Linked DNA regions of Sus scrofa: region 2 is linked to region 1. The links are chromatin contacts, called in public HiChIP or PLAC-seq maps. All regions are on one chromosome and are shown on one strand. The core of a region is the stretch at or near the end of the contact, and the rest is flanking DNA. Distances in the headings are between cores, read along the strand shown. Region 1 holds the start of PSCA (prostate stem cell antigen). Region 2 holds the start of LOC110260401.

What was found. HiChIP or PLAC-seq counts read pairs in DNA pulled down with a chosen protein or histone mark.
Region 2: an H3K27ac HiChIP or PLAC-seq map of skeletal muscle shows a contact between it and region 1. The contact joins the promoter of LOC110260401 here to the promoter of PSCA in region 1. A contact is called at or near these places in 1 of 47 Hi-C or Micro-C datasets (skeletal muscle) and 1 of 2 datasets of contacts at active chromatin or transcription factors (skeletal muscle).

The regions. Positions count from the first base shown.
Region 1 is chr4:1,480,893-1,488,309 of Sscrofa11.1, reverse strand. It overlaps PSCA (prostate stem cell antigen), which reads left to right and starts at 4,065. Exons shown (of 3, transcript XM_021088785.1): 1 at 4,065-6,021; 2 at 6,972-7,079. The coding sequence starts at 5,970. All of the region lies in intron 1 of JRK (jerky protein homolog), which reads right to left.
Region 2 is chr4:1,515,341-1,522,757 of Sscrofa11.1, reverse strand. It overlaps LOC110260401, which reads left to right and starts at 4,805. Exons shown (of 3, transcript XM_021090361.1): 1 at 4,805-5,154. The coding sequence starts at 4,805. It overlaps ARC (activity-regulated cytoskeleton-associated protein), which reads right to left and starts at 4,772. Exons shown (of 3, transcript XM_021088786.1): 1 at 2,779-4,772; 2 at 2,379-2,520; 3 at 1,355-2,164. The coding sequence starts at 4,578. The coding sequence ends at 3,388.

The DNA.
Region 1 (7,417 bases), core at 2,816-5,315:
CTGGACTAAGTCTCGAGGGGCAAGAGGGATCGGTGAGGGTGTGGAAACATGGGGGTGCGCCCCGAGAATGTCCTGGAGGGAAGGCAGTTAGCTACCCAGGCAAACCCCCTCCCTCGCGGGCGCAGATGCGGGGCCCCCGGGGCGAGGCAGCCCGAAGCTGGAAGAAGCCTCAGGTCAGGGGAGAGGCTTGTTTCGAGAGCGCTCCTCTGCCAGAGACACGTCTGGGGCAGAAGGGCAAAAACCAATGAGAAAAGAAAGCAGCGAAGCCTCAGGCCGGCGCCTTCCGGGGGAAGGCAGCTCCGAGGCCGGTCCTTCCTCGGGCGGAAGCCACCGCCAGGTTCGAAGGGGGGCTGTGAGGGACCAGCTCGTTTCGGGGCCCCCGGGGACGCTCCAGCACCAGCAGCTCGAACCCGGGCCTCGGCCGCGCGCGCAGCGGCCCCGTGGGCGCTGCGGGCCGAGCAGGGCCGCCCCCACCTCCCAGGTCCGCACCCCACTCACCTGCGGCCCCGCTCCGCCGCCGCTGGCCGGAAGTGCGCCGCCCCGCCCCCGTCGGTCCGCGCCGCTCCGCCTCCCCGGCCACTTCCGGGACGCTCTAGGCCGCCCGGACGACTCGGCGTCTCGGTGGCTCCCGGGCCCGCGGCGTCCAGGGGCTGCGGCTCGGGGATGGGTCCAGCGCTGGGCCGAAGGAGCGGGGCCTCTTGTCCTGGGCGAGGGTGGCACGAGGGCAGCGTCGGCTCGGCGCTCCTGATGGGAGAAGGCGGGGCGCAACGGCCCGCGCTCTGTTCCTCTGGGGCCTCAGCATCCACACCTGCGTAGATGCCTTGAAGCGTGAGACTTGAAACTTCTGAGCTGAAGAGGCTTGGGTGAGACTCAGACTTGAGTGATGCTGTAATGAGTTGAGACTCTTGGAGGCTTGGGATGGGCTGAGTGTATTTTGCTTGTGGGCCAATCTGAATCTTTAGAGACTGGAGGAGGCCTGTAATGGGCTGAGAAGGGCCCCCTCCCCCAGCCAAGGGCGTCCAGGCCCGAGTCCCCAGGACCCGTGACTGGGTCACCTCACGTGGCAACAGAGACTTCGCAGATGCAATTAAGTTACAATTCTTGGGAGGGGCGAGGGTTCTGATTATCAGGATGGGCTCAGGGTCCTCAGAGGAGGAAGGGGCACAGAAGCGGGAGAAGGATGTGATGATGGAGGCGGAGGGAGATGTGACGGCTGACACAGGGTGGAGTGTGGGCCTTGAAGATGGAGGAAGGGGCCCAGAGCCAAGGGATGCAGGACCTCTGGGAGCTGGAAGAAGCAAGGAGCCATGCAGAAAGGAACCGGCTCTGCTGACATCTTCATTAAAATACATCAGACGCGGAGTTCCCGTCGAGGCGCAGTGGTTAACATAATCCGACTAGGAACCGTGAGGTTGCGGGTGCGATCCCTGGCCTCGCTCAGTGGGTTAAGGATCCTGCGTTGCTGTGGCTGTCATGTAGGCTGGCACCTGTAGCTCCGATTCTCCTCCTAACCTGGGAACCTCCATATGCCGAGGGTGTGGCCCTAGAAAATACAAAAAAAAAAACAAAACAAAACAACAACAACAAAACCCATTATTTAAAAAAATAAAATAAAATAAAATACATCAGGCTCCATCAGACTCACGTCAGACTGCTGACCTCCAGAAATATGAGATAATAAATGCGCGGTGCTTTAAGCCAAGTTTACAGTCCTTTACAGCAGCAACGGGGAACTGAGATAGATTTCACTAGCTCCCTCCCCTTCGGTTCACTTTCTACCCTGGGCTCCCAGGACGCTCCCTGGTCCTCCTTCCTCAGCCTCCCCTGCCGATTCCCAGCCTGCCAGCTTCACACATGAGCTCTTGTCTCTGTCCACACCCACTCCTGGGATCACCTCCAGCCTCATGGCTCTGCAAACCAGCCAAGTCAGGCAGCTCGCAAATTCATGTCTCCTGCCGGGACCTCGACCGCAAACTCTAGACGCCCAAGCCCTACCCAGCGTTCCCACAAAGGCTTCTAACAGGCCCCTCGAGCCCAGCATTTCTAAATCTCAGCTCACACCCCTCCTGCCTAGCCTTTCTCCGTCTCCGTGCTCACCACTGTAGGGATGGGAACGCCACCGCGCCCTCTCTTTGTGACACTCTGCTGCCACCTCGTGGGTACAGGATCATAGGCATCCCCCAGAACCTGCCAGGGGCTCCCCTAGATGCTCCCACCATCATGCTCAGACCCACGGGCCTTGTCTCAAGGACTGAGTCCCCTCTGGCAGAGAGGAGGGACCAGGGAGGGAGGAGGGAAGGCAGAACATCCCCTGGGGCGTCATGAAGCCTGGCACTGCCCCCACCCCCAAGTGCTGCCCCAACGCACAGGCTCAGGCCCCCAGACAGCAACTGACCAATCACAGGAAAGTGTCTCCCAACGTGAAAGGGGTTCCCGGCTGTGGTTTTGCAACTGACATCCCATCTTCCTTTTAAAAAATTGCTCTGGGAGCTCCCGTGGTGGTTCAGTGGTAATGAACCTGACTTGTAACCATGAGGATGCAAGTTCGATCCCTGGCCTCCCTCAGTGGGTTAAGGATCCAGCGTTGCCATGAGCCGTGGTGTAGGTCACAGACGTGGCTCAGATCTGGCGTTGCTGTGGCCTCAGCATAGGCCGGCAGCTGTAGCTCCAATTCGACCCCAAGCCTGGGAACTTACACATGCCTGGACTGCAGCCCTCAAAAGACCAAAAAGCAAAAAATTCTTCTGCATAAAATAGTGGGTTATCCAAAAATGATGTCCATTCAAGCGTGGGTGGGGCCGTGCGGCAGCCCCAGCAAGCCACTGTGCCCTGTAACCCTGTGAGGCGGGGTCTGCTGCTGCCCACCCTGCCTCCCCAGAACCGCCCCCGCCCCCACTGGTCCTCCTGCCCCGGCTTCCCCTTCTGGGGAGATCAGGGAAACTCCCGAGCTATGTGAACAGGCAGGATCTCCAGGGAACGCAACTGGTGGGGGCCACGAAGGAACAGGAAAGTCTGGAGTCCCAGGGGTGGCTGCAGGGCAGAGGAAAGGAAGGGGCTAAGGGTGAGTCACAGCTCAGCCACACCCTCAGCCTGGCCGCCCAGCGGAGACTGCAGGGGCTGCTCTCTGTGTCAGGCCTTCCCGGAAAGCAGGGCCGCCAAAGGGCCCCGGCTCAGTGGGCTCAGGGGGGACTGTGCCAGTGTGTGCCCAAAGCATGAACGGCAGGGGACGGGGCTCAGAGAGGGACCCGGATGTGGGCTCAGTGTGGGACCGGGGACGGGGCTCGGACTTGATCCCAGTGAGAGCTCCGCTTGGGGCCGAGTCAGATGTCACTGTGATCAGCACGGCACTTGAGAGCTGTCTCTCGGGCGTCCGTATTTGAGCTGTGACCACTGGACCGTCTGTCTCCACCTGGGCCGCCACAGCAAAATAGTCAGTCGGGTCGCGTAGACAAGTCATTTTTTCTCACAGCTCTGGGTGCTGGCGGTCTGAGGTCAGGGACCCCCGAGGACGGCTTCCCGCTGTGCACACGGCTCCCTCACTGCACCCCCACGTGTGGAGGGAGAGCTGGTGCCCGTCTTACAGGGTCACCAAGTCCCATCATGGGTCCCCAACTTCACGACCTCATCAAACCCCGATTACTTCCCAGAGGCCAGGTCTCTGAGACCCGCTGGGGGGCAGGGCCTCGCCGTGTGGACAGAGGAGGAGGCGATTCGGAGCACAGCCCCCGGCTCCAGGTTCCCGTCTCCTTCTCACACGCAGGGCGCTCTCTTTTCATCCCAGCAACCCCTAACGCCTTAACTCACCAACACCAACGTCAAAAGCCCAGGTCTGGAGTTCCTGTTGTGGCGCAGTGGTTAACGAATCCGACTAGGAACCAGGAGGTTGCGGGTTCGATCCCTGGCCTTGCTCAGTGGGTTAACGATCCCGTGTTGCCTTGAGCTGTGGTGTAGGTCGCAGACGCAGCTCGGATCCCGTGTGGCTGTGGCTGTGGTGAAGGCTGGCAGCTACAGCTCCGATTTGACCCCTAGCCTGGGAACCTCCATATGCCACGGGAGCGGCCCAAGAAATGGCAAAAAGACCAAAAAAAAAAAAAAAAGCCCAGGTCTCATCTCTACCAGACGTGGTTGAGAGTCGAGATAGGAGTTGTTCTGGCAAATTCCTCTGTGACTGTGAATCCATGAAATCAGACAAGCTACGTGCCCCCAGATACAAGTGGGACCCGCCCGGGACAAACATTCCCATCACAAGGGGACAAATCAGAAGGAAGGGTGGTGGGTCCCACCCCGGCAAAGCAGAGGTCAGGGGCTATTTAGTCTGGAGACGGGTCCTGCCGACTTGGTCCCCTCCCCCCACCACGGCCTGGAGCAGCCTCTTCCCCTGGCTCTGGTCGGTTCGGCCAGACTCAGCCCACAGCCCTGCCAAGGCTCCCTGTGCCCTGCACAGTGCTGAGCAGCAGTCTTGGGCTGCACCCCTGGGAGCCAGGAGCACCCCCGGTTAGAACAACGGAAAATGTCTTTGGGCACAGCCACGTATCCCCTGGCACAGAAACACCCCTGTTTGAGACCTACAGACTCCAGGAATCACTTCATATCAAATCAGATCGACAAACATTTAAGCACCTGTCAATATTTAAAGAATGAATGTTCCAGCCTGGTGCTAGGTGCTAAGAGCCCTGAACACAAACAGATAAGAAGGGCCCCAGTCCAGGGCACCCCAGCCCTGGTGATGAGGGGCAGACAGACAGCCCCACATGGAAACAGTGAAATCATAAATGTTTTACTTTCCACGTGAGGCTCTGGAGCCGAGGGGCTGGGGGCTGGGCCTCTTCTGAGAGAAAGTTCCAGGTGGGCAGCAGGCAAGGAAGGGGTGCGGGTGAGGAGCCACCCCCACCCCTGTGTGACCTCAAGCGTGTTCCCCTCGACTCTGGGCCCTGGGATCCGAGGAACGGAGCCTGGCCTGGTGGGAGGAGTAGGGGCCTGGTGGGGGGACCCCGGATCTCCAGCCACCCCAGCCCACCCTGCCCTGTCATCCTGCTCCCGGGCCCGCCCAGCTGGAGCCCCTGGCCCCTGCCTCACTCCTTGGCAACATCCTCCCAGTGTCTGACACACCCTGGACCAGCTTCCAGGGGTAAATCCAGGCGCTGAGGCCGTCCGCAGGGCCTGATCGGCGTCCTCCCGCGGGAGAGGGACTGTCAGCTCCAGAGCCGCGCTGGGGCCAGCAGGCAGCAGGTGTGGCCTGTGCCCGCCAGCTCCCGGCCAGACCCTCCAGAAGCCCAGGGAGGCTGCTGACAGAGGGAGGGTCAGGTTGAGAGAGAAAACAGGGACGACCCCCTGCCCAGGAACCGAGGGACGAGGGGCAGAGGCGGTTACCAGAGGCTGGCGGGAGCCTGCGTGATGGGAGGGGCTCGTCAGGAAAGGGAGCCCCTGCCACCTCGGCCCAGCCGTCAGGGTGAGGCAGAGAGGTGGCTGACCTCTGAACCTCCCCAGCTCAGGTCCTGGCCGGCGGAAGCCTTTATAGGGTCCTTATGGACACAGCCGGGTGGAGAGTGGGTCTGGGGTCCGGGTGGACAGTGTCCAGCCCAGGGCCGAGCTCTGCTAATTGTCTGCCACACTGATCAAGGCCTGTCACCTCCGTGGGACCTTAAGCCTTTTGGTCTTCGAGCCGAGGTGCGCGAAGGAGTGATGGAGTCTGGGGCGCTTGGAGATGGGGGCCTGGGCCTCACCCCGGCCCGGCTGAGACCTGGCCACGGTTGGGAAGTGTGGCCCCTGCCCACGGGCAGGCTCTGTCTTCCAGAAGCAGAAAGAGGACAAAGGGAGAGGAGGGTGTGGCCTGGCGGCTGCTGGACATTTGGAATCTGCCCCACCCCGGCCCTTGTCGCTTAGTGTCGACCGTGGGCAGCCACCTCCCCCGCCCCAGCAGAGCAGTATAAAACCACCCGAGGTCAGCTGCCCGCTGCCTGCCTGTGACCATGAAGCCTGTCCTCCTCGCCCTGTTAGCTGCTGGCTTGGCCCTGCCGCCAGGTGAGACCTCCGCCAGCCACGGGATAGGGCCAGGGGAGCGGGCTGGGCTGTGGACCCCTGGGGGGGGGGTGCAGAGAGGCAGAGAGAGAGGAGGAGGGGGCAGCGGCGGGAAGGAGGAGCCCCGCTGCTCTCGGCGCAGCCAGGGCCCTGGGTCTGTTTCTAACTGTCCCTCCAGTGGGGCCAGGCTGGCTGCTGGAGAGGCAGGCGGACAAGGGTGTGCAGAGAGCCTGCGGGGACACAGGGCACAGGGAAGAAGGGCCGTGGAGGGAAGAATGACTGGGTCCTGCTCCCCAGGCCCAGCACCAGCCTCCAAGGTGGGCGGCGAGGGCAGCGCGGGTCCCCGGGGGAGGGTGCAGCCTGCACTGTTCCCATCTGTACTCGGGCCTGGCTTGGTCTCCCCCAGCCCACCATCCCTGGGTGGCCAGTAAAGCTCTCAGGGCCTCGAGGTCCTCTTCTGGCCCGGAGGCCACTGGGGCTGGCCAGTGTGGGCGGGGCCAGGGCCCAGGGTTGGCCACACAGAGCCTGTTGGCACTGGGATGGCGTGGATCCCAGCTTCGTTGTTGTTTGGCCTGGAGGAGACCCTGCATCATGACAGCTGGGCCCCCCCCACCCCCGCCACCAGGACAGAGCAGGTCCGGCCGGGGGCTCATCTACAGGCTCCCAACCCAGGGAGGCAGGGTGGCCCGGGGGCACAGGCAATTCCAGGAAGGATCCTGTCCACCCGCCTTCACCTGCCCGGCGCCCGTCCCTCTGGGGCATTGTGACAGGCCCTTACAAGCAACTGGCTCAGGCGTAGCGCCCTCCCTGGAGGCCCCAGGGGTGCGGAAGCCACCAGACAGAGCTCCCTGCTGCGTGTGGCAGACAGATGAGAAAATGAGGTGCTTCCCCACCCCCGCCCCGCTCTATGGGAGGGCAGGCTGGGCAGCCTCTGAGCCCCCTGCCCCCCGCAGGCACCGCCCTGCAGTGCTACTCCTGCCAGGCCGAGGTCAGCAACGAGGACTGCCTGCACGTGCAGAACTGCAGCCGCTCCGAGACGGAGTGCTGGACCGAACGCATCCGTGAGTGGCCCTGCTGCCCCTGCAGGCCTCCCTGCGCCTTGCCCTGCCCCCTGCACCGTCCCCTCAACTCCGTGCCCCTTCCCCCCTTTGGCCGGGACTCAAGAGAGCCTGAGATCAGTCCCTTCAATAGAACTGTTCATCCTTCTGCCCACCCGTCCGCCCGCCTGCTTTCCCCCTGTCCACACAGTACAGTGCTCGTCCTCCCACCCCTTATGCCCCCACCCATCCTTCATCCATCCAGCCCCCCACCCACACATCCCTCCATGCATGCCCCCACCCCTTATCCCCCATCCATCCATCCCCCCAGCACCCCCGCATCCACCCCATCCCTCATCCGT
Region 2 (7,417 bases), core at 3,556-6,055, 34 kb before region 1:
CTTGAGCCGCTCCCGCGGCACATGGAGGTTCCCAGGCTAGGGGTCCAATCAGAGCTGTAGCCATTGGCCTGAAAGGATGAAAATGCAACCTGACCCTCCCAGAACCCAGGAAGTTAATAAGAAGCTCTAAATGCCCTCGAATTCCAGACCCTGTTCCCTATAGGTAAAAGATCATACTTTTTGCTGTTTTAGGGCTTACTTTCTGTTCTGTACAAAACTATGTGGAAGGGGAAAAACAGGCCCCTGAGTATGTGCCTCTATACATGAAACTTCTTAAAACTGCTTGAGATAACAGGGAAAAGGGTTCCTAACTGCTAGTTTGGCTTCTGTAAAGCTGCTTGCATAAGATAAAAAGAAGAGAAGTTAATCGCCTAACCGACCCCAGTAAGATCGGTTGCGCCATAAAATGTTAAAAATCCTGATAAATATATCTTGGCGACAATATGTCTCCCCCGCCCAGGGACAGGCACAAACACGTAACTCCAGAACAACTTAAAATTAATTGGTCCACGAAGCGCGGGCTCTCGAAGTTTTAAATTGGCTGGTTTGTGATATTTTGAAATGATTGGTTTGTAAAGCGCGGGCTTTGTTGTGAACCCCATAAAAGCTGTCCCGACTTCACACTCGGGGCCGCAGTCCTCTACCCCTGTGTGGCATACGACTGTGGGCCCCAGCGCGCTTGGAATAAAAATCCTCTTGCTGTTTGCATCAAGACCGCTTCTCGTGAGTGATTTGGGGTGTCGCCTCTTCCGAGTCTGGACGAGGCGGATTTTCACTCGACTGGCCTTTCAGGCCTACACCAGAGCCACAGCAATGCGGGATCTGAGCCGTGTGTGCAACCCACACCACAGCTCACGGCAATGCCAGATCCCCAACCCACTGAGCAAGGCCAGGGATGGAACCCGCAACCCCTTGGTTCCCAGTTGGATTCACCAACCACGGCGCCACGACGGGAACTCCGGTTCGGCCCTTTTACCGATGAGGAATCTGAAGCCCAGAGAGACCAAGGCTATGCCCTTGCAGCCAGGACGCACCAGGGTCCCCTCCCAGCAGGGACCTTGCCGCGGTCTCTAGGCCTGAGATGCGCCCCCGAAGCCCTCAAGTCTGTGTGTGGCCGAGTCCTGACAGCAGGAGAGCTCTCAGCACCCCGCTGTCCCCGGCAGGCTTAGGTGGGAGGGTTTTTGGGGAGGCAGGACCGGCGGCCCATCCCAGTCTGTCCCGCTGCTGCTGGCTGTCCCTGGCTGACCCTCAGTCTCTACTCCTTGTGTTCCAGCGGCTGCCTCCCTCCGCAGGCCCCTCCAGCCTCCCCCCACCGGCTGCAGCCCGCAGGAAAACAGCGGCACAGACACACCAAGAAGTTTCAGTGTTTTATTAACAAAATCTTACAAAAAGAGTCTGTCTTCAGTAAGGTGGCAGGGGTGAACACAGCCTGGCCTGACACTCGAGGCTTGATCTGTGGGGGGACAGGGAGTTGGCCACACCCTCTTGAGGCCCCGGGGCCTCCCTGCAGCCTGTGCCAGCCTAGGAGTATGGGTTATGGCTTATGTGCAAAAATAAAATCTGGGGGGCTGGCAGGGCATGGGATGGAGCAGCTGGCAGAGTTACCTGCAGATAGTCCCCCAAATCTGGGAACACCCAGTAGACAGGCAGAAAGGCGAACCCTCAACCTGGGCCTGCTCAGGCTGCAGCCACAAGCGGCCGGCCAGCACCAGGGTGTTGGTGCCAGGGGAGGCGGGGGTCTGGGCCTGGGCGACACCGCAGGGCGCCCATGTGGGCCCCAGGAGCAAAGGCTCCGGGGCCTCCTGGGGCTGGGCTCGGGGCCACCGGGCAGGGGCAGGGGCTGCGGCCTCAGCCCCCGGCCTCGTGGAAAGCTCTGGCAGGAGAGGATGGCCGCGCAGCGGGCTGGGGTTCCGGGGCTGGAGCGAGACCGGGGCCGGGGTAGCCGACTCAACTCCAGCAGCAGGGGCCTTGGGGGCGGGCAGTGGGGGCCGGCGGGGCGGGCATGTGGCAGGCCCTGGCCCTCACGCTGGCTCATCTTTGCCACCAGCTCCCTGCGGGGCGCCCGCCTCTCGTGGCCTCGGACTTCTCCCGGGCAGGCAGCTTGCGGCGGGAGAAGAGGGCGGCGCCTGGCGCAGCAGCGAAGGCTCTGCAGGAGCCTAGAGACCTGAAAGGAAGGAGACCCGATGGTCAGGGGCGGGTGCAGGCCCGGAGATGCTCCGCCCGAAGCTCCTGCCGAGGACCTAAAGGGGCGGCCCTCCCGGGGCGGGACTCCCGGGGTCCCGGAGGCCTGGGGGAGGGGTCTGGGGAGGGTCTCGAGGGTGGCTGATGAGGACAGCTGAGGGACAGGGTCTCAGGTGGGAGGCCTGGGGCTGCCCTACCTGTTGTCACTCTCCTGGCTCCGAGGGCCGGCTGCTGCCTCAGCCGGTTTGAGGACTCGGGCCCTGTGGGACCTTCCACCTGCCACGGGTGAGACATGGAGCGGGGCTCGGTCCCTCTCCAGGCTGGCGTGAGTCACTGGCGCTGGGGCGAGAGAGAAAACACCGTCCCTGTGAGAGCTGGCTCAGCAAACTCCCCTGGCCCTGCCTCCCAGCCCAGCCCCGGTCCCTGGTCCCCAGGGTCCCTGCGCCCTCCCCGCCTCCCCCGCCATGCCTCCCGCCCACCCCATCCCCAAGCTGTTAACTTTCAGGGCAGCCTCTGAGCCTCGCGGGCTCCCCTGGAAAGTGGCCCTCCTGGCTCTACGGTGCCCCCTGGTGGTGGTGCCATGGGGCAGAGGCTCACCTGAGGGGCCAGGAGGCACCAGGATGCCAGGTCTGTGGCTGCCACTGCTGCTGCTGCATTTTCAGCTTCGGCTCTCCTCCAGGACAAGGGAGCCAGGCTGCCCGAGGCTGGCCAGCCGCCCTGGGCGGCAGCAGGGGTGCCAGCCGGCTGCGCGGAGACTGCCAGGAGAGGTGGAATCCCCGAAGCCCAGGCTCCCGGGGCACTGGTTCTGCCTGAGCGTCTGCTCTGGAGCTTCCCTTGAGCTCGGTGCCTATTGGCCTGGGTCATCGGGACACTTGGTTTCCGGGTGCCCAGGAGGCCGGGGCATGGAGCAGAATGAGGAAGCTGGCATGGCCTGAGAGTATGGAGGGGGGTCACCGGCTCGGAGTCAGGGAAGACAGACGGAGAGAGGGTGAGGGGCAGGGCCCTCCAGGGAAAGGGGGTCCTTTGCTGTTTTGGGGACACTGCCCACATCTGGACGACACATGTCTGTTCAAGCCAGGCTAGGAGGCTAAGGTGGGCGCCCAGCTGGGTGAAGACGAGGGCGCCCCCTGTGGGGGTCAGCCCGCTCGGAAGTCCTGGTGGGCAAAGGCCACGGTGGGCGGGCGGGGGAGGGGGGCCCGGCACCCTCTACTCGGGCTGGGTCCGGTCACTGGCTACGGACTCGTTGGTGAGGGCCGGCGTGAGGGCCTCCCTCTCCTCCTCAGCGGGCAGACGGGGGCCGGCGGGCTCGGCCGCCTGCTCCAGGCCGTCCTGCACCTCCATGCCCTTCTGGATGAGCTGCTCCAGGGTCTTGGGCAGCGGGGGGCGCAGGAAACGCTTGAGTTTGGGCTGCAGGGTGCCCACCACGTACTGGATAATCTCCTCCTCCTCGGCGTCCACATACAGCGTCTGGTACAGGTCCCGCTTGCGCCACAGGAACTGGTCCAGCGGCTCTCCCTGCTTCTGCGGCAGGTCCAGCTCCCGCTGGATGGCCTCTCGGGACAGCGCGCCCTCGCTGTACTGCAGGAATTCCTTCTTGAACTCCACCCAGTTCTTCACCGAGCCCTGCTTGTATTCCCACCACTTCTTGGCCGGTCCGTTCATGTGGTTCTGGATCTGAGACAGCCAGTACTCCTCGGAGCCGCCCACCTGTCGCAGGTACTCCTCCAGGTGGCTGAGGAACTCCCTCGGGTCCTCGAAGATCTGCGTGTCCACGCCAGGGCTCGACTGCCCCTCCTCTCCCGGCCCCCAGGGCGGGTACTGCTGGGCCTCCACGGCCTCCTGCCCGGGCAGCTCGCCCGCAGCCGGCGGCGGGGTGATGGCATAGGGGCTGACGGTGTAGTCATAGTTGTCAGCCTCCGGGCAGTAGCTCTCGGGACCCCCGACACCCACGGAGACGGTGTGGCGGGCGGGATCGCTGCCCACCGGGTACTTGCCGCCCGAAGACTCCAGGCGGTCGGCCCACCTCTCCAGCCGGTAGAAGACCTCGCGCCACACGTGCATCTCCCGCTTGACCCAGCGCTCCAGGTTGGCGATGGTCTCCTGGCAGCGGCACAGGCAGGCCTTGATGGACTTCTTCCAGCGCTGCGAGTCGCCGGTGGGCACGTAGCCGTCCAGGTTGCTCTCCAGCTTGCCCACCGACCGGTGCAGCCCCTTCAGCTCCCGCTCCACCTGCTTGGACACCTCGGCCAGCAGGTGCCGGTGGGTCCTCCGCACGTGCTCCAGCATCTCCGCTCGGCACTTACCGATCTGCAGGATCACGTTGGGCTTGGCCGCTGGCGCGCCGCGGGGCCCGGGGTAGGCGTGGAGGCCGCCAGTCGTCCTGTGGTCCAGCTCCATCTGCTCGCAGGTGGCCGCGGCGCTCGGACAGGCGGGAGGCGGGGGCTGCCCAGTCCTTCTGGAGCCGACGAGGGGCTGCTGGGGACTGGCTGGCGGAGCTGCCGGCGGCGGTGGGTCCCGCGGACGAGCGCCTGCGTCCCGGAGGGTCCGGCTCGGCGGCGGCAGGGCTGGCTCGGGAGGAGGAAGCTCCGGAGCTCTGCGCCCAGCCTCGGCAGCCGGGCCTTTTATGCCGCCGGAGAGGCCCGTGGGCGGCCCCGTCGCCGAGCCCCGGCTCCCATTGGTCCAGGCGCAGGCTCCCCGCCCGCGCCCCCCTCCCCGCCGGCTGCCGGCCCGCCTCCCCGCGCCCACGCGCGCTCCCCGGCGGAGCGAGGACCCACCCCCCGCACACTCGGCGGCCGGGGTGACTAATGCGCCCGCTCGCTCTCACCGCCCCCTCCCCGGACTCATTCAGCCCCGCGGACCCAAGGGACCGAGCTGGGGACGGGCCCCGCCCCCCGGCCGGCGGCCCGGCGGGCGACCCGGTGTGCCCTGCCCGGAGGGGCCTGCGGCCGGGCGTTCCGCTGCCCCCACCCAAAGGTAAGGAGGAAGCCCCTCCCCAGGGCCTCAGGGTCGGGCGGCTTCCTCCTGTGGCCGCGCTCTGCTCGCAGGGGGGCGGGTGGTGCTGAACCCCTGACCGCCCGCCCCGCAGACCCTGCCCCTGCCCGGTCGGCGTTGGCAGGAAGCTGGGCCACAGACGAGACCTGGCGACGACCCAACACTCGGACCCTCTTTCCCTGAGCCAAAGACTCCAAGGAGTCTTCGTGTGCACACACGCCTGTGCACACACACACACAACACACACACTCCCAAGTGTCAGGTGTGTTCCCAGGTGTGCGGCCTCGAGCTGCTGTCTGTCCCTGCCCCAGGGGCCCTTGAGTTCAGGCCCTGGGGGGCTGGTCCTGTGCCCTGTGTGAGGGATGCGTCCCACCCCACCACCCCGCCACCCCGCCCCAGGGCCCCTGGCATTGGTCTGGGTGTGTGCCACCATGTGACAATAGCTGGACAGGACTGCCTGGTGCCCCCACTCCCCAGTCTTTGCTGGGGCCGGGGACCTCTCTGCTCAATGCCACCAGGGGAATCTGGAAATTGCTCTCATGGGCGGTGGGGGAGATGGAGGGGTCCTGCCACCCACTGCAGGGCACAGGCCCTGAACCCCCAGGCCGCAGCGGGAACCCTTCAGAAGCTCCAAGACTTCCAATAGGATGGGGTGGGGGGAACAGGAGGAGGGGGAGAAGGTGGGTGCTGGCAGCCTGGTGCAGTGGCAGAGGCAGAGAGAAGCAGAACACCATATAAGGAGCGGGGCTCCGGAAGCTGAGATTCCCTCGGAGGGAGGCCCCTCCTGCCTCCCTGGCAACAGCGCTGGGGAAGGGACAGCCTCCTGGGTCCCCGTGACGAATGGGTGTGGGTCCCTGGGGCCTGGGCTGTTCTGTAGGTGCCACTGCCCACAGCCACACTCAGCCAAGGCCAGTGGAGATGCCTTAGCCCTACTCACACTCACACGCTCGCACTGCACACTCACCCCCCCCCACTCAAACCTCTCCTGGAACACTCATCCCCACCCCGGCCCGCAATACTCATCCCTCCCCCCACCCAGCCTCCCCCGGTGTCACCCCCACACACAAGGCCGCTCCCACACGCTCTGGAATCCCCGCTCCCAGCCCCTTAGAGGCCCCCCTCCCTCCCGGGAGCACCCCCGGAGCCCATCTGTTCCCTCCTCTTCCTCTGTGAGCTTTCACCCCTGGGGGGGGGATGCCTTTCTGGTAAAAACTCCCCCCAAGTCGCTCTCCTGGCATTTCTAATTAAAGGCAAGTGGGTGGGCAGAGAGGGGAGGGTGGAGGGGCAGCCAGAGCGGGGAGGGGGAGCCCACAAAGAAGCTGCGAGAAAGGAATCCCAAGCAGGAGGTGGCCGCAGGCAGCGTGTGCCCATTTGTAAGGTGTCTGTGCAGCGGTGAGTGGGGCCGGTCACCTCAGGGCCTAAGTGCAGCCGAGAGCCTGCCACCAGGTCTGGGCTGAGTGCAGGCCTGCGTCTGAGGGCCCCTGGTCAGGAAAGGCGTGCCAGGAGCGGGCTGGACAGGGCCACACTTGTGCTCGTGTGTGCTCGTGTGTGTGTGTGTGTGTGTGTGTGTGTGTGTATGTGTGTATTTGTGCAGTGGGAGTGCCAGAGCCATTCTGTGAGTGACCAGGGGCCACCCCTCCCCCCCACCAGGCCGTGGCCCCCGAGGGCACGGCCAGGCAGGCCCAGGTCCCCTGACCTGCTGGGCGGCCTGGGCAGACTGGAAGGGGGCATTGCTGTTGGTGGGGGGCGGGGGCGGGAGAGGCTCTCTGCGGGCTCCGGGTCGACCCAGACCATCGGGACCCTGTGCACGTGGAGGGCACAGCCCGGCAGAAGGCAGCCTGCACTGCCAGGGCTGTGGTGACAGGTGACAGGCCACAGCCGCTGCTCAGGGAACACTTAATCGCTGCCCAATTATCGCCCCAGAAGCCCTCTGCAAACCCCCGCATTGCAGCCTTAGGCTCCTTCTTCCGCCTCCGGAAAAGAGGGCTGGCCAGCTCCCTAGGCTGGGGGGGCCGCCCCCACCCTGCTCCTCCACGCCCCCTCCCCCGCAAGCAGGGGCGATGGCACAGAGGGGGGGCCTTCAGCCCCCAGCCTCACCCAGAGCAGGACGGCTCAGCGCGGCTGGCTGTGGAGGGGCAGGTGGAGCGGGGAGCTGGACCTCTGCAAGGAGGGGGCAACGTCGGCCCCCCAACTCTCAGAGCCCAGCTGGTCTGCTGCTCCTCAGGCCGGACAGCTCCAGAGGGCT